Linked DNA regions of Bombyx mori: region 2 is linked to region 1. A link is a contact called in public Hi-C data. All regions are on one chromosome and are shown on one strand. The core of a region is the stretch at or near the end of the contact, and the rest is flanking DNA. Distances in the headings are between cores, read along the strand shown. Region 1 holds the start of LOC101744814 (putative 1-phosphatidylinositol 3-phosphate 5-kinase). Region 2 holds the start of LOC101744337.

Region 1 (7,071 bases), core at 1,365-3,864:
TTTTATGTTTGCATGTGTATGTTTATAATTCATTTGCATGTAACGAACATCAGCTTCTTTTGTGACAAAATGCAAACTAATAGTTTGTAATTAATGTAATTAACTTTAAGATGATTTTCTTTCAATCTGCTGTTTGTTTCATCTAGTATTACCAAAGCTAAAGCATCAGAAACGTCAGAATAGAAATAATTTAGATAGGGAATAAAAGTATAACTAATGTAATCATGTCTAAAATTACTATAAGCGTCATTAAGTACAAACTATCAATATTTAAGAGTACTTTAAATCATCATTACATTTTTTAAACATTTTTTGTTTTTTTTTGTTTTTCAAATCATGTAACAAAACGTTTGTGCAGAACAAAATGTCACATGTTATGAACATGATTGTGGGTTAATCGTTTCTTAAATTTCTAAATATTTATAAGAATGCTAAGATTATTTTAGTATTCAGTTTAGTGTGTGTATTATCTCTACAATGCTAGTTTAAATGACAATTATTGTATGACGAAGCATAGGTAGTGTTTATAGATGTAGTATTTTCATACAAGGTCATGATCTGTCATGATCAACTTTAAGCAAGAACTGCTATCGTTAAGAAACAAATTTATTAAATTTAATTCAAATTGTCTACTATGTTTGTAATGGAAAGCTGACATGTTTATATTTCGCACAAATGACTTAATTGACATTGAATGATTTGATTATCTAGACTTAATTAACTTTTAGATAACTTTCGATTTAATGTGTACGCTAGTAGGATTAATCTAGAGGAGTTATTGTTATTCGAAATTTTATACAATTGTACGTTCATACAATCTTTTAACAGAAAATTGTTTGTAATATAGGGAAATTAAATAGCTTACAGAGAATTACAGCTTTTTATTTTAAAAAACTGTTTTCTCTCTGTATGAAAAGATCTTATCGATTAGAATGCTGAACATAATCAAACATTCCTTAATATCTCATAAGTACTACCGGGAATTTCAGCGATTCTAAACGATAAGATTTTTTCATAAAGAGAGTTATTAAAAATATTAAAATTACTAAAAAAGCCATCTGGTGGGGGGTAGGGAGACTAATAATCGACCGTAGCGACGCCTGCTGGACCGGGCTTTAACTAAAGCAAAAATAAAAATGAGAGTTGCGCATCTATCTCGAATATATTAAGTGTATAATCTATGGTCCGGAGATATACTAGCTCATAATTATCGCTTGAGACAGCTGATCTGTTTTCAGATAGGTCAATGACCCGATCGTTGTATAACATTTAAATGAGACTACCTTCATTGTGTTCAACAGCTGGAGTTTCGTCTTCGCTCGAAGAAGGCGCCCGTTGTTCTAGGAAGGAGCGAAACGTTAACGACATTAACTGTGTGCTCAGTGCGAGTTTTTTAACTTCTCGATCGCGTAAAAGTTTACTCAAATTGGTATACATTATTTCTGGTCTAAATAAGGCCTAAATAATTTATAGACACTTAAGATATAACACGTAGTGAAAAAGCTCACTGCTCACCTTGTGCTAAGTGGTGACCCGAACCCAGACCTCATGACATGACTGTCGCCATCCAGCTTGATACATGAGGTCTAAATCTCAACTATAACGTATAGCGGCTATTCTTACTCTCTAAATCGGACCGAGCACCTGATTCAGTCAATATCAATCGTAACTACTTTGCTTAATTGTTTTGTAATCAGTTTCCGGTTATCAATCGATATTTCGACCTTATGACTAGAGGTGTATGGCTGTAATTCTGTTGCACTGTGTATAGAAGCTTATGAGTCAAGTGGCCCTCGGCATAAAGTTACATGAGCAGGGATTTCCGACACCGCGGCATAATGCGGTATGGAGGCGCGGCCCAATATCCCAGTTTTAAGTTTCTGATTTCGCTGAGGATAAAGTCATAAATCTAACCTGCTTTATTTGTTTTGATGAGCCGGGCCGAGCTGTCGTCTAGATTTAGATCCAGGCAGTAAGACGACACGCTCTCAACGATTCGAGTGCATTCTTCAGCCGCTGTAAAATAAATTATGTTTCAAAATGATGATTGAGCAGTCATTGTCTTTGTTGTACTTGTACTCCACAAGTAGCCCTGAAACTGCAATACTTTAAGACAAATATGGAGTACAAGAAGCTGCAGGGCCCTGAAACTGCGATACTTTAAGACAAAGATTTTTTTGTATGAAAACTAGCGACATCTTGTAGCGCATGCTCCTAAGCTTATATGTTGTTAAAGTTAAGGCATTTAATTATTGTATAACTAAACACAGATACCTAAAATTTTTATAAATCATACAAGTCTTTATTTGTTATAGACAAATTGATTAAATTTTATCAATTTGTGGTTTCTGAAAATTTACAAAATCTTTCATTAAAAATAAAATAGAGGATAGGTGATATGATACTGCCATCCACGGGCACGGCAATGAAAAACTATTCGAAGCGAAACCATCTAGTGGCCAACGCCCGTGAGCATTTTTGTTGAGTGCTTAAGTTAGTTATCTATAACTAATTTATGTGTATTATCTATGAGTAGCTGGTTGGCACTGACGGGGCTGGTCGTGGGCGAGGGTCGGTAGTTCGGCCAGCGGCCGGTACAGCGCGTAGTCTGCAAAGTGAGGGTCGGGAGTCGCGCCCTGCACGTAGCCCGCACTCAGCAGCGCCTGGCACACGCTCGTCGCCTGGGCTCTGGGAACAATTAATGACGATCCACCTACAGTTTTTTAATTTTTTGCTTGGATGTATGGATGAGCTCACTGGTGTTAAGTGATTACCGGAGCCCATAGACATCGACAACGTAAATGCCGCCACCCATCTTGAGCCATGAGACATGAATGTACGGTCTCACTTTTAACAGTACAACGGCTGCCCCACCCTTCAAACCGAAACGCATTACTGCTTCACGGCAGAAATAGGCAGGGTGGTGGTGCCTATCTGTGCGGACTCACAAGACGTCCTACCACCCGTAAAATCATAAATGCATCATCTACATTAATATACAAATGTCCAACTTTAAAGGTGCTGTATATTTTATATCAATAAACTTTTATCTGCGGTCTATATGCTGAAGTAGCTGCATTGAGCCGACAGCCACTGAACTTACCGACCAGGAGGCCCGGATTATTCTGCCACACATCAACCTCACAATCGTTTAGGCTATTTAGCTAATGATTAATATCGAATGTTTACCTCGTTTTATTACTGGTGTTGTCCATAATCCATTGCATTATGTCGCATCCGCGCCACACTCCGTTGTAGCGTACTAATCGATATCTGAAAGGTTCAACGTTTTTACTGTCAATAAAAGCCAGAAACTGTTTTACCTCCTACCCATCAAACCTCCTTCGAAACATGTATAATCTTGTAATGATGTGTTTTTTACAATAAAGAATGTTATCCAATGGAATTGTCCAACATAAAATTTAATTCACTTAACCTTTGCATGCATTCAATACATATTTTGCCTGTATCTCGCTGTGTGGAGTCAGCGCTCGGTCAGAATATCCTCGTTTTCAATTTTGACCGATAATATATCATGTCTTCACTCATAGCCTTCTCTCACATATCCACTTTCACACAGTCCAAATCTCATTAAGATGACCGATCCTCACATTATTGTTACATTTGAGTCGACTATTATCAAAGGCGGCAATATGACTTTTGGACAATGATTGGTAAATCAGAAAAACGAATTATTGACTTTGTATTCCACTGGCAGTCACAAAACTCTTCGGAACGACATCTTAGATAAATAACAGGTTAACTATTAAACTTTATTTAATGCAGGTTTTGAACCGTATTCTTTGAAGGAGACGATTATATTCAAATCAATCTGTATTGACATATCAATAAAAAAAAATTGTCCAAATGCACAGATTGCCACCTTTGATAATAGACGACTCATTTATATTACAGTCACATTCTCATTACATTATAATACTATTTAAATAATGAAGTTAACTTTAACTAAAACAAAACAACAGTGATCACAGCACATATTATAGCAACGACTAATTGTGTAAAATAATGGTTCAACTATGCTCTATTCATTGCCACCATTCATAAAATTAAATGATGATAGTCACTCATAATATCCTCAATTGCTTTTGAAGGCTATAGGCATTGTTTTTAAATTTTTAAGACGCTGATGATGCATATGTCATTTACACAAGTGGTGGTAAGAATAAAAATTTACTGTCTTACCGATGTTGTTGTGTAGGCAACGTAAAAGATAATTGCCTGAATATATCATGCAAGGACTCCTTCTGAGTTGTACGTGGTTCCGTACGTTCCTCCTGCTCGTGAGAGAACATGAAATGTTCACGGGTCTTGTTCAACTGCTGCCCTTTGTGTTCTGGGAACTTCATCTGTAATTGTATATGTGAAAATGTTCAATTTAGATCATCAGTCACATTTACAAGGTTCAACAAGTTTCCTTCAAAACAGATTAGACTCTTGAATTTATAGTTCGAGTTAAAAAAAACTGTGATATTCAAGATCATGAAGGACACACACACATTTAAATAAATTGATTCCCAATTATTAGAATGAACAAACCTGCAGATTTTCCTGCAGTGTTCTCAAATCAGGTGATATATCTCCAGTGAGATCATTCTCTTTCAAATAGCTGAGCACAACGTTACAACAGTAGTTACAAACTCGGAGACCACCAGCACATCCGAATATATGGCCTAAAATTATTGAAAGGGTTGTTTTGATTATTAATTGATAATATATTTTTATATAACTGTTGTGTTTTGTCAGTTACTTATTGTACACTATTTAACAGGAGTTTAATGTCACACGAAAATTAAATAATTTGCAAAATGAAAACTTTAATCTGTCAACATTGTGTATCTATTTTTTGGCTTATTATTATTATGACCCTATGATAGTTTTAAATTCGTACATGTCACATGATAATGAGAGCTAAATTAAGTACTGTTACTGTTATACATACTTGAATACTCTGACAGTAACAATTAAGAATTAGATTTATTAAATAATTTGAGTGCTCTCTGTAGGCCTTTTTTGTAAAGTTATTTCATAAATCTACCTGGAACTCTTTGACTGCAGCACCTGGAGCAAAAGATCTGTCCACAGACTCTGCAATGGTGGCGTCTTCTCAAAGCACTGAATCTGGTTGCACACTCATAGCATTCACGAGAAATATCATCTGGCATCCAGTATCGGGCTAGTTCAGTGTCTGCATATCTTGTGCCGTTCTGGAGGTAGAATTGATATCTTATAATGATAAAATGGATTTGGTTCACAATATAAATATGGAAATCATTTCCATGCAGAGTGAAGAATTATCAATAGATAAATAAATAAATTTTACACATAAGTTATGTAGTCAACGACAATGTAGTTTTTTTTTAATTGCTAGATGGGTGGACTAGCTCACAGCCAACCTGGTGTTACGTGGTTACTGGAGCCCATAGACATCTATAACGTAAATGCCGTCACCCACCTTGAGATATTAGTTCTAAGGTCTCAGTATAATTAAAACGGCTGCCCCACCCTTCAAACCAAAACGCATTACTGCTTGACGGCAGAAATAGGCGGGGTGGTAGTACCTACCCGAGCGGACTCACAAGAGGTCCTACAACCAGTCACAGTGACAGTTAACAAAAATTACGCTTACACCAGATCCCAGGGCTACTAAACTTGTTATTCTTCTCAACACATTAGGAAGACTACGCCCCTCCAACTCGAGAGCATATGACCCAGTTTCCGCCTTATTATCGTCATATTCATGTTTAATTTGTTCTGCAGACGCGGTTAAATCTCTATTATCAGCAGCATTTTTATCTTGGGGCACTTCACTAGCCTCACTAGGCGAGAATATCGGAAACTTTAATAGTTTATTGAAAAACGTTGACACACCACTCTGGGTGGATTCGGGCTCAAATCGAGGAAATTCAGTTAGCTGAGACGTGTCGTATTTATCCATTGTAGATATTAAGAGAATTTACAGCAAATAAAAGCATTTAGATTTGTTTATTTACATGCAAGTAACAAATATGCAGATTTGCAGAACAAAACATTAAAATTTGTAGTTGTGACATTGTGACACTTGACAGTATTGAAGCATGTTGTTTTTCTCGTTTGAAAGGACAATGAAATTAACTTCCTTAGAGAAAAGTAGTTGCACAATTGGAGCGAAGACAGACTTTAAGATCAAAGTTATGTGGATTAAAAATTTCTCACGAACAATGTATTTTGTCGTTACTAGAAAAACCTTTTGAAGTTTCGAGTATTATGGGAAACGTTTATGTAAATTTGGTGGTGTACAATAAATGATCTCGAAACTTGTTCCCAAAAGAAACCACAAATTAATTTGGTATTTGCCTGAAAGCTTTACCAGACAACTTAATCATGTCAATACGTTTTAATTTAAATTACACGTTTCATTATTTCTATATAGTCATAACAATTATTTTAAAGATAAAGCTTTAATTTGAGCACTTTGTTTTAAACCTTATTTACTATTCATTTAGAGGTCATATTCTTTTTGCTTATTTAATTAGACAAATGAAACAAAAGTAGTTCAATAGATTCTAATGTTGTATCAACATGTCAAAGGACATTTTGGCGGAAACACGAGGAGCAAAGGTGTCTCAGTTGTTTTATTTTGTTAATTTAGTGTTTCTTCAAGTTTAAATGTGTAATAAAGATGGTTTATTAACTGCTTAGTATCTAGGAAAGTCCAAAATGTCAGAAAATTAAACAGAGCCACTGAACGTAGCTTCCTTGGTTCTTCTAAAAAGTTTTAGTGAAACCATCATTTTACTGAGAGTATCTCATCCCATATCATCTCATTTCGTTTAATTTCTTTTGTTCTTAGTTGAGTTAATGATAAATGTCTTAAATTAATCAACTTCATTCCATTTCACTCTATGTAATTTTCCATAAAATAGAAAATACGAAAGATGTATGGTGTGATACTTTCGCCTTTCTAGTTGGAAAATAGACTTTAATGATTTGTACTGGTGTCTGCTACTGTCAAAGTGTCAACATTAGTATTAATTTATTGGTTTTCTTTCTTGATCAAAACCAGTGAAAGAT
Region 2 (7,071 bases), core at 1,492-3,991, 42 kb before region 1:
CGTTAGATTAATTTACAGCTGCAAAATATTTCAATGGCATAGAGATAGGCATATCTCATCATAGAGAAAGGCTATTTGGTTTAAACATTAGTGAATTTTTGACTTAAGTGACATTTTTGCAACTTTATAGGAGAGCCATTTATAGTTTAAAATTTGGGAAAAATCTTGTTCAGTTTGAATAGGAAAGAGATTGAAGTTAAATTAAAGACATCGAATTGTTGATTCTAATACCAAAGAAAACGGACCGTTAATTACAAAAATAAATGTCACTTAAACCAACTAAGCTTTCACCCATCGATAAATATTTTTTAATTAATTAAAATATTAATGTCTCATCAAAATAGTGTTTGAATGATTTATTATGTATTTTTCGTTGTTTTATTATTCTTATTAATCTCCGGCCTATTTTCTATATTAATTCATGAATCTGATAATATGTGGAATCAATTTTATTACGAAGTGCAATATTATGTAATTCTAAGGTTCTTGAAGCTATTTATTTTGTAATATCAATTTTGTAAATATGACTAGTTTTATAATATCGACGCTTGAAAGGCAAACATGACTAAGCGACAATACTGCTTTGTACATAAATGATAGGCAATCACCATATTCGATGCGCAAAAAAAAATTATTTCTAGGTCTATTAAAATCATTTCAATCCTACAGCTACTAGCTAGATTCGTTAAAATAAATTTTGTTTTCAGGTATTTCAACTTTAAATTAGTCTACTGTAAAGTTCACGCATTATCGCTTAGTCACGTTTGCCTTTCAAGCGTCGATATGTATTGTTTAAAAAAAAACAATTTAATTTCTTTAAATTAACAATGAATTGGAAATTTATTTTCTGAAACATGTGTATACTGTTTGTTCTTGCTAACCGATATGTTTGCGGCGCACGAATTTTATTCTAAATTAGGGAAATTCGACAGATCCTTCATCCTCTTTTTTCGACTTTAATTGATAATTTAACAAGGCTCTAAATTCCACGAAATTTCTATTTGCCCAATAGTCGTATCTAAGTCAATTTCATTTGTTTTAAACTGACTCAGCTGTTTTTGAATGTTCTAGAAAATTCACTGCCAACCGTAATGTTTGTAAGTAATTGCTGTAGATGTGGAGATTGTTATTACCCATATCATGACATCACCGAATGTCACATGAATACCGCCTTCCGCCTTCAGACATAAGATTGAAGACTCAAATTTCAAGCCCTCACCCTTCACACCAATGCGTTCTGGTTTGAACCAGAAAAGGGCATGCGAAATTGATTTTTATGTTACACCGCTATTCTATTTCAGTTCAGTATGTAAAATTACTAGTGCCAAATAATTTAAATACAATAATTCGATACTTACATTAGTAATTTAGGACATAATATTTTTGACCACGTCAATAATGTTATTTTTATATAAAGGCATTCAAACATTATAATGTATAATTAAAATATAAAATCCGTTTCAAGTTCATGATCAAACGCAACGGAATAAACTATTAGCAACAACAACGCCGTTTCATAATGTGTTTAAATAAATATTTATATAAAAATAATTAAAAATCAATTTCAAATGTAAATGTACCTACATTTTATATTCTCAAAACGTATAATGTTTCATAATAAATGACGACGCTCAGAATTTAATACGAAGAAAAGGTTTATTTTGTAATGTTAAGTATTGAATTGAAATTAAGTATAAATTTATTAAATGCATTTACTCTTAAAAGCGTTTATTTTTTTTTCATGATTTTCCCTGTGACCTTATTTGATTATGTGGGTAAGTTTAATTTTACTAATTTAATTTGCTTCATCTTGAAAGGCATTCGTAAATATAATTCAAATTGCACACTTCATTAAAAAAAGTGGCACCTGCCTGCGGGATTTGAATACTAGTATTTAGTCGCTTGATATGGTACACCTGGCGTCTTATGCTTCGGAGTAATTCGGAGTTCATAAGGATCGCTACTGGCGCTGTTTTAACTGCATACCTACCAATTTGAGTAATTTTACGCTGTCGAGAACGTTAAAAAACTCGCACAAAGCACACAGGTCACGACGAATTTTAATTTGTGGCAGTAAAATAGAGAAAATTAAATACACAACGTACACATTGTCTTATTTGCAATTTATTGATTGTATTGAAAATGTTAATTTAATATGCAATCAAAACAAAACACACTTAACGCCTACGCAACCACCAACATTGTATATAGCATATCATCCAAAGTGTCTTCTTTTTGAATTTCACAATATAAACGAATTTAAAATAAAAACGTATCTTCAAAGAAATTTAAAATAAAAAATTATTCATCAATTGCCTTGTTAGCCCTCATTCTTAAATATAAGCAGTGTAGTGAATTTTATGTTACATAACGTTGAGTTTTATAGTAGTTAAGTGTTAAATTTCTAATAGCCAATGGATTTATTTCGTGAGAAGGGCTTAAATTCTAATTTGGGTCTCCTTTTGAGTGACATGAAGATAGAATCATTTTATACTTAAAATCAAGCACTTCAGGGCTACTTTACCCCTCTAAAAAAATTACTGTCCCTTTCTCAGAGACTGATTCCTATCCTATTGTTATTATAAAATTCTGAAAATTACATTTATTTCTTAATTGAAATTTACGCATTTTTCGTCAATTTAAGTACGACTCTGACACCAAATCTTTGTGTTATCTTTTCATCGAAGTAATTTCTAATGTTTCTGAACGGAAAAAAATATTTGCCATTGGTTGGTGTTTCCAAACAAAAGTCGAACTGTCATTTTCAATTTATCATGGCGGAGGACGAAGACGGTGTTTCGGAAAAGAACTCGCCCCAAAGTTTAAATAATGAGGAACAAGCACAAGAAACTGAGCAAAATGCGTTACAACCTGACCTAGGTATTGAAGTAGCGGGACATGGCGATAGTGAGAACGGCGTGGCATCTCCCACCGAGTCAAAAAGACCGTCTTCCAGTGAGTGTTAAACGAAGTTGTTTTTTGTCCTAAATATAAAGACATTCCTGGCAGACCGTCCGTTTGCATTGCAGAGTCGACGGGAGCAACGCGGAAGGAAGAGAATCCGTTTTCGTTCCGGCATTTCTTAAAGAGGGATCTATCGTTGCCGGGCACTTCAACTTATGAGAACACGGGGGCTCGACCTAAGGTGTACGCCAATACAGTGCAGCACTCGCCAACTCGGGTCGAAGGGCATGCCGAGTCGCGCCGGGACAAGGTCCGAGCACTCGACACGCAAGCCAAAGAGAACAACGCCTGTGATAATGCGTCTTGTAGTAATTCCGTAGAAATACCTCTAAGTGTAGTGGATAATTCCGATTCCAAAAATAATTTTTATTCAGCCAGTAACAATTCGCCCTATTACCATAAACCAAATTTAGCTTCCGAGCCTTTAGGCATGCCCTCATTGCCTGACTTTGTTCAGGACCATATATTAGTGGAACAGGCATATCTTAATACCAATGGACCTATCTCTGTTGATTTGGACAATTTGCCAGACTTTACATTTAATACTAATTTTAATGCTGGGTCATCATCATCTCTTGGTAGAAGGAATAACAGTTATGGAAGTAATAGGGGGTATGATTATGAGGAGTACATGGGTGCAGTGTCAGCTTCGAATGATTCTGGATCTGGACGAAATATTCCACTTGACCTGCCAGAGGGAGCTGAAGCTGCAGGGCCAGTACCACTGGACTTGCCTCCTCACTTGAGCCTGGACCTCACTGACTCTGTGAATCCTAGTGACAGGAGAAATGTGTCACCGAGAAATACATTTCCATTAGATCTGCCACCAAATGCAGGTGAGTTTTATTAGCTAATTATCAATTTTAAATTATACACATTTAGGTTCTATGGTATAAAGTGAGATATCTGTGTGAGATCTGAATACGAACTTTGGATCCCAGCACATAATATTATTAAAATAGCTCTTCAAGGATAAAATCAATATACATTTAAAGTTTCTGAAATCTTAATACAGATTCAAATTTATTTCATGCCAATCAGATAAAGGTTGAGTATTGAGCATTTCTCTATTCATATGTTATGTGATTAAAATGTGAATAGAAGGTTTGAGTTGAAAGTTGAAGTTGAAGGTTGAAATTGAAAAGGTGTTTGAAGTTTCACAGGTGTTTTAGTCTAAATATAAAAGCGATTTTAATCTTTGATTTATAAAATATAAATGAAATTCAATGAAATTCCAATTTGTTTTTTATTGCTGAGGTGCTCACAGCCCACCTGGTGTTAAGTGGTTACTGGAGCCCATAGACATCTACAACGTAAATGTGAAAAAGCCATATCTCAAGCAGTATGTATCTGTAGTGTACCTGTGATATGAGACATTCAAGATTAGGCACTATATTTTCTGAGGATAGCCTGAGCAGATTTATACAATAATAGAACAACCATAACAAATGATACATTAACTTATTGTCTCGAAGTGAACAATGGCATTCATATTGCTATGTCAATGGCCTGAAGTAACCAACTAAGGTCAGGGAAACCAAGAACCAAACTGCAGCATTAAAATAAAAATTTAATGCTCTGTTTCTATATTTAATCAATGATTAAATTCTAAGACGAGGGAGAACTAGGAGAATGGTATATGTAGACAATTCATTTTAGTACTACACTTTGTGTAGTTATCATGAACTTATGATTACAAACAGGAATCTATTTTAATAATTACTTATAATGTTAAGTTGACTATCAACAACAACATAGAATATCTTATTAATTAATTACAAAAGATTGCTTTTGTAAGTTGCAATTGTAGATGTCCAAGCAAGGAGTTGGATTACTTGTGTGTCCAAATGATCATGAAAACTATAGATAGTCAAAATTAAAAAAAACATTGCAAAACTTTTTAGGAGCAGAATCAATGAGGTTACCAGATTTTCTGCCCGTACACCCAGGAAGAACATCCCCAGAGCCAGAGCACCAGGATGAACAGCTTCAACAGATCATGTCTGAGCTTGAAAGGACCAGGTAGTCTTTATTCATTGATCCTTTGTTCATTTGTTTACATTGTTTTTTTACTTGATCAGGATTCCAATTTTATGATTAGCTACCAACCTAGTGTTGCTTGAATATTGTTTGAAATTGACATAGCAAACAATGGAATGTACTTAATAGGAAAGTTATTGTTTTCTACAAACTAAATTCATGCCACCAATATTTTCATTATTAATTGGATATTTTAAAACTGAAACCATAATTACTTGACAGTTGATTAGTTATAAAAATAAGAAATTTTGATTTGTAACACTTTCTGAAGAGTAGTTACTCATAATTGCAGATCGGAATTGTTCACGGAGCGCAGCCGGCGATGCAGATTGGAAGAGGAAATCTCCCGCCTGCGAGCCTCTGAGTCCGATCTGCGAACTCGGCTCCGGGATTGCACCCAGGACAGACAATACAAAGGACAGCTTGACGCAGCCGTCTCCACTGTGGAGAATAATTTTATGGATGCTGCTGTAACTACTTTTTAATTATTAATGACTAGCTCATTAGAAATTTAAAAGTGCCTCTAACATCTACACACTTCTAATTCGATTGAGTGAATAAATAGAGTAAGTAAAGTAATAAATAAAGTAAATAAGTATTAAAGGACCACTTACTACAAGCCTGAATTGCTAAACTACAATACGGAAGCCATAATAAAGGCCATTATTATACGAAGCTCTTTACGTTAATTTATTTGGGCAAAACAGTTGTTTTCTAATTAAAAAAAATAGGAGCCAGTGAAATGAAATGTTTCCAATTAATATTTTATTTTATTTTAGGTGAGAGCAACAGAGGCTGAATCTACAATAGAAAGACTTAAAAAACAAATAAAGAAATTAAAGGTTAGTATTATAGTACAATGTTAACAGATGTTTGACAGCAATATATGGATATCACGATAAAACCTTAAAACACCTTAAACATCATTTTTAAATAATTATAACTTTAAATTTGCTGAATAGTATCATAGAGTGTGCTTGCACTATCTCCGAACCTAAATGGGGATAAATCACAATCCTAATATGAACTAGAACTATGGATAATACCAAATTAAATAATTCTTGCTTTGAACATATATATTTAATAGCAATGCTGATTACTTTCCACACAGTTTTGATTCCCTTGAGACTGTATATTTTGCGTGTATCATGGAAGGAACATTTTTCATTGTGTTTTTACTTTGTACCTAAAATTCCTAGCTAAATCACTGTTTTCAAAAATCGCATTTATAAACGGATTGTATGCTGAATTCAGTTTTAATAATGCTTCGGCTCGTCAGTCGAATGACATGCGTGTCTGTCAGAACCTCATCTCGATGGGTTGATGATGCAGAGTGTGTGTTTGCAGGAGGAGCTGGCGGCGTCGGAGGCCGAGGCGGCGGGTCTTCGCGCCGGGCAGCGGGGCGCCGCCGCACAGCTGCGCCGCGCCACCAGGCTCGCCGACACCTCGCTCAGGTAAGTCCGCTGCGGTGACCCGTGGGCGCAGTGTGGTACCCCGGGGGGCAGTGTGGGACCCCGGGGGGCAGTGTTGGACTCCGAGGGGTAGTGTGGGACCCCAGAAGGTAGTGTGGAACCCCGGGGCAGTGTGGGACCCGGGGAGAAGTGTGGGACCCCGGGAGCAGTGTGGAATCCCGGGGGCAGTGTGGGACCGCGGGGGGGCAGTGTGGGACCCCGGGAGGCAGTGTGGGTCCCGGGCGGGGGCAGTGCATGCGACAGCTCATAATATTGTATTCTGTCAACAGAGAACTTTTGGCGGGACTCGGACAACTGAACACGCTCAGCTCGACGCTGGACCCGACATGACGCGACCCGGCACGTCCGCTGTAGTCTAGCTCCGACCACAGAACATAGTAAATAAAAAACCAATGTTGTCTATGGTAACAAAGTGTGAAATGTCTTATGGCTTGGAAAAGGACTGAAATTTGTTAACATACTCGTAAGGCAATTGTAGATTTGAAATTTGTTTTATGTATTGTACTGCAAATGAGTTTTGTTCATAAATTTGAGCCACAAAAATAAACTGTTATTGGTTAAATTAAATTCAACGGCTGAGTTCACAAGCAGCACG

The links. Hi-C and Micro-C count contacts between places; a contact is called where the count stands out from the background.
Region 2: a contact with region 1 is called in a Hi-C map of middle silk gland, with 1.6 times the contacts expected there. The contact joins the promoter of LOC101744337 here to the enhancer-like site in region 1. A contact is called at or near these places in 3 of 7 Hi-C or Micro-C datasets (middle silk gland, posterior silk gland and whole pupa).

What each region holds. Positions count from the first base shown.
Region 1 is chr11:7,386,959-7,394,029 of ASM3026992v2, reverse strand. It overlaps LOC101744814 (putative 1-phosphatidylinositol 3-phosphate 5-kinase), which reads right to left and starts at 6,093. Exons shown (of 33, transcript XM_038013912.2): 1 at 5,648-6,093; 2 at 5,057-5,225; 3 at 4,558-4,691; 4 at 4,204-4,367; 5 at 3,190-3,273; 6 at 2,552-2,688; 7 at 1,915-2,016; 8 at 1,284-1,340. The coding sequence starts at 5,956. It overlaps LOC101745108 (ER membrane protein complex subunit 8/9 homolog), which reads left to right and starts at 6,223. Exons shown (of 4, transcript XM_004931559.4): 1 at 6,223-7,071. It overlaps LOC134199663 (a long non-coding RNA gene), which reads left to right. Exons shown (of 4, transcript XR_009974241.1): 4 at 1-871. Within about 2 kb of position 2,614, at least 1 of the 8 cell types and tissues checked has open chromatin away from gene starts, as enhancers often do.
Region 2 is chr11:7,429,396-7,436,466 of ASM3026992v2, reverse strand. LOC101744337 reads left to right here and starts at 2,741. Exons shown (of 7, transcript XM_012695070.4): 1 at 2,741-2,955; 2 at 3,030-3,800; 3 at 4,869-4,986; 4 at 5,297-5,474; 5 at 5,784-5,846; 6 at 6,352-6,458; 7 at 6,746-7,071. The coding sequence starts at 2,775. The coding sequence ends at 6,806. It overlaps LOC101744192 (transmembrane protein 64), which reads left to right. Exons shown (of 3, transcript XM_004931630.5): 3 at 1-1,724.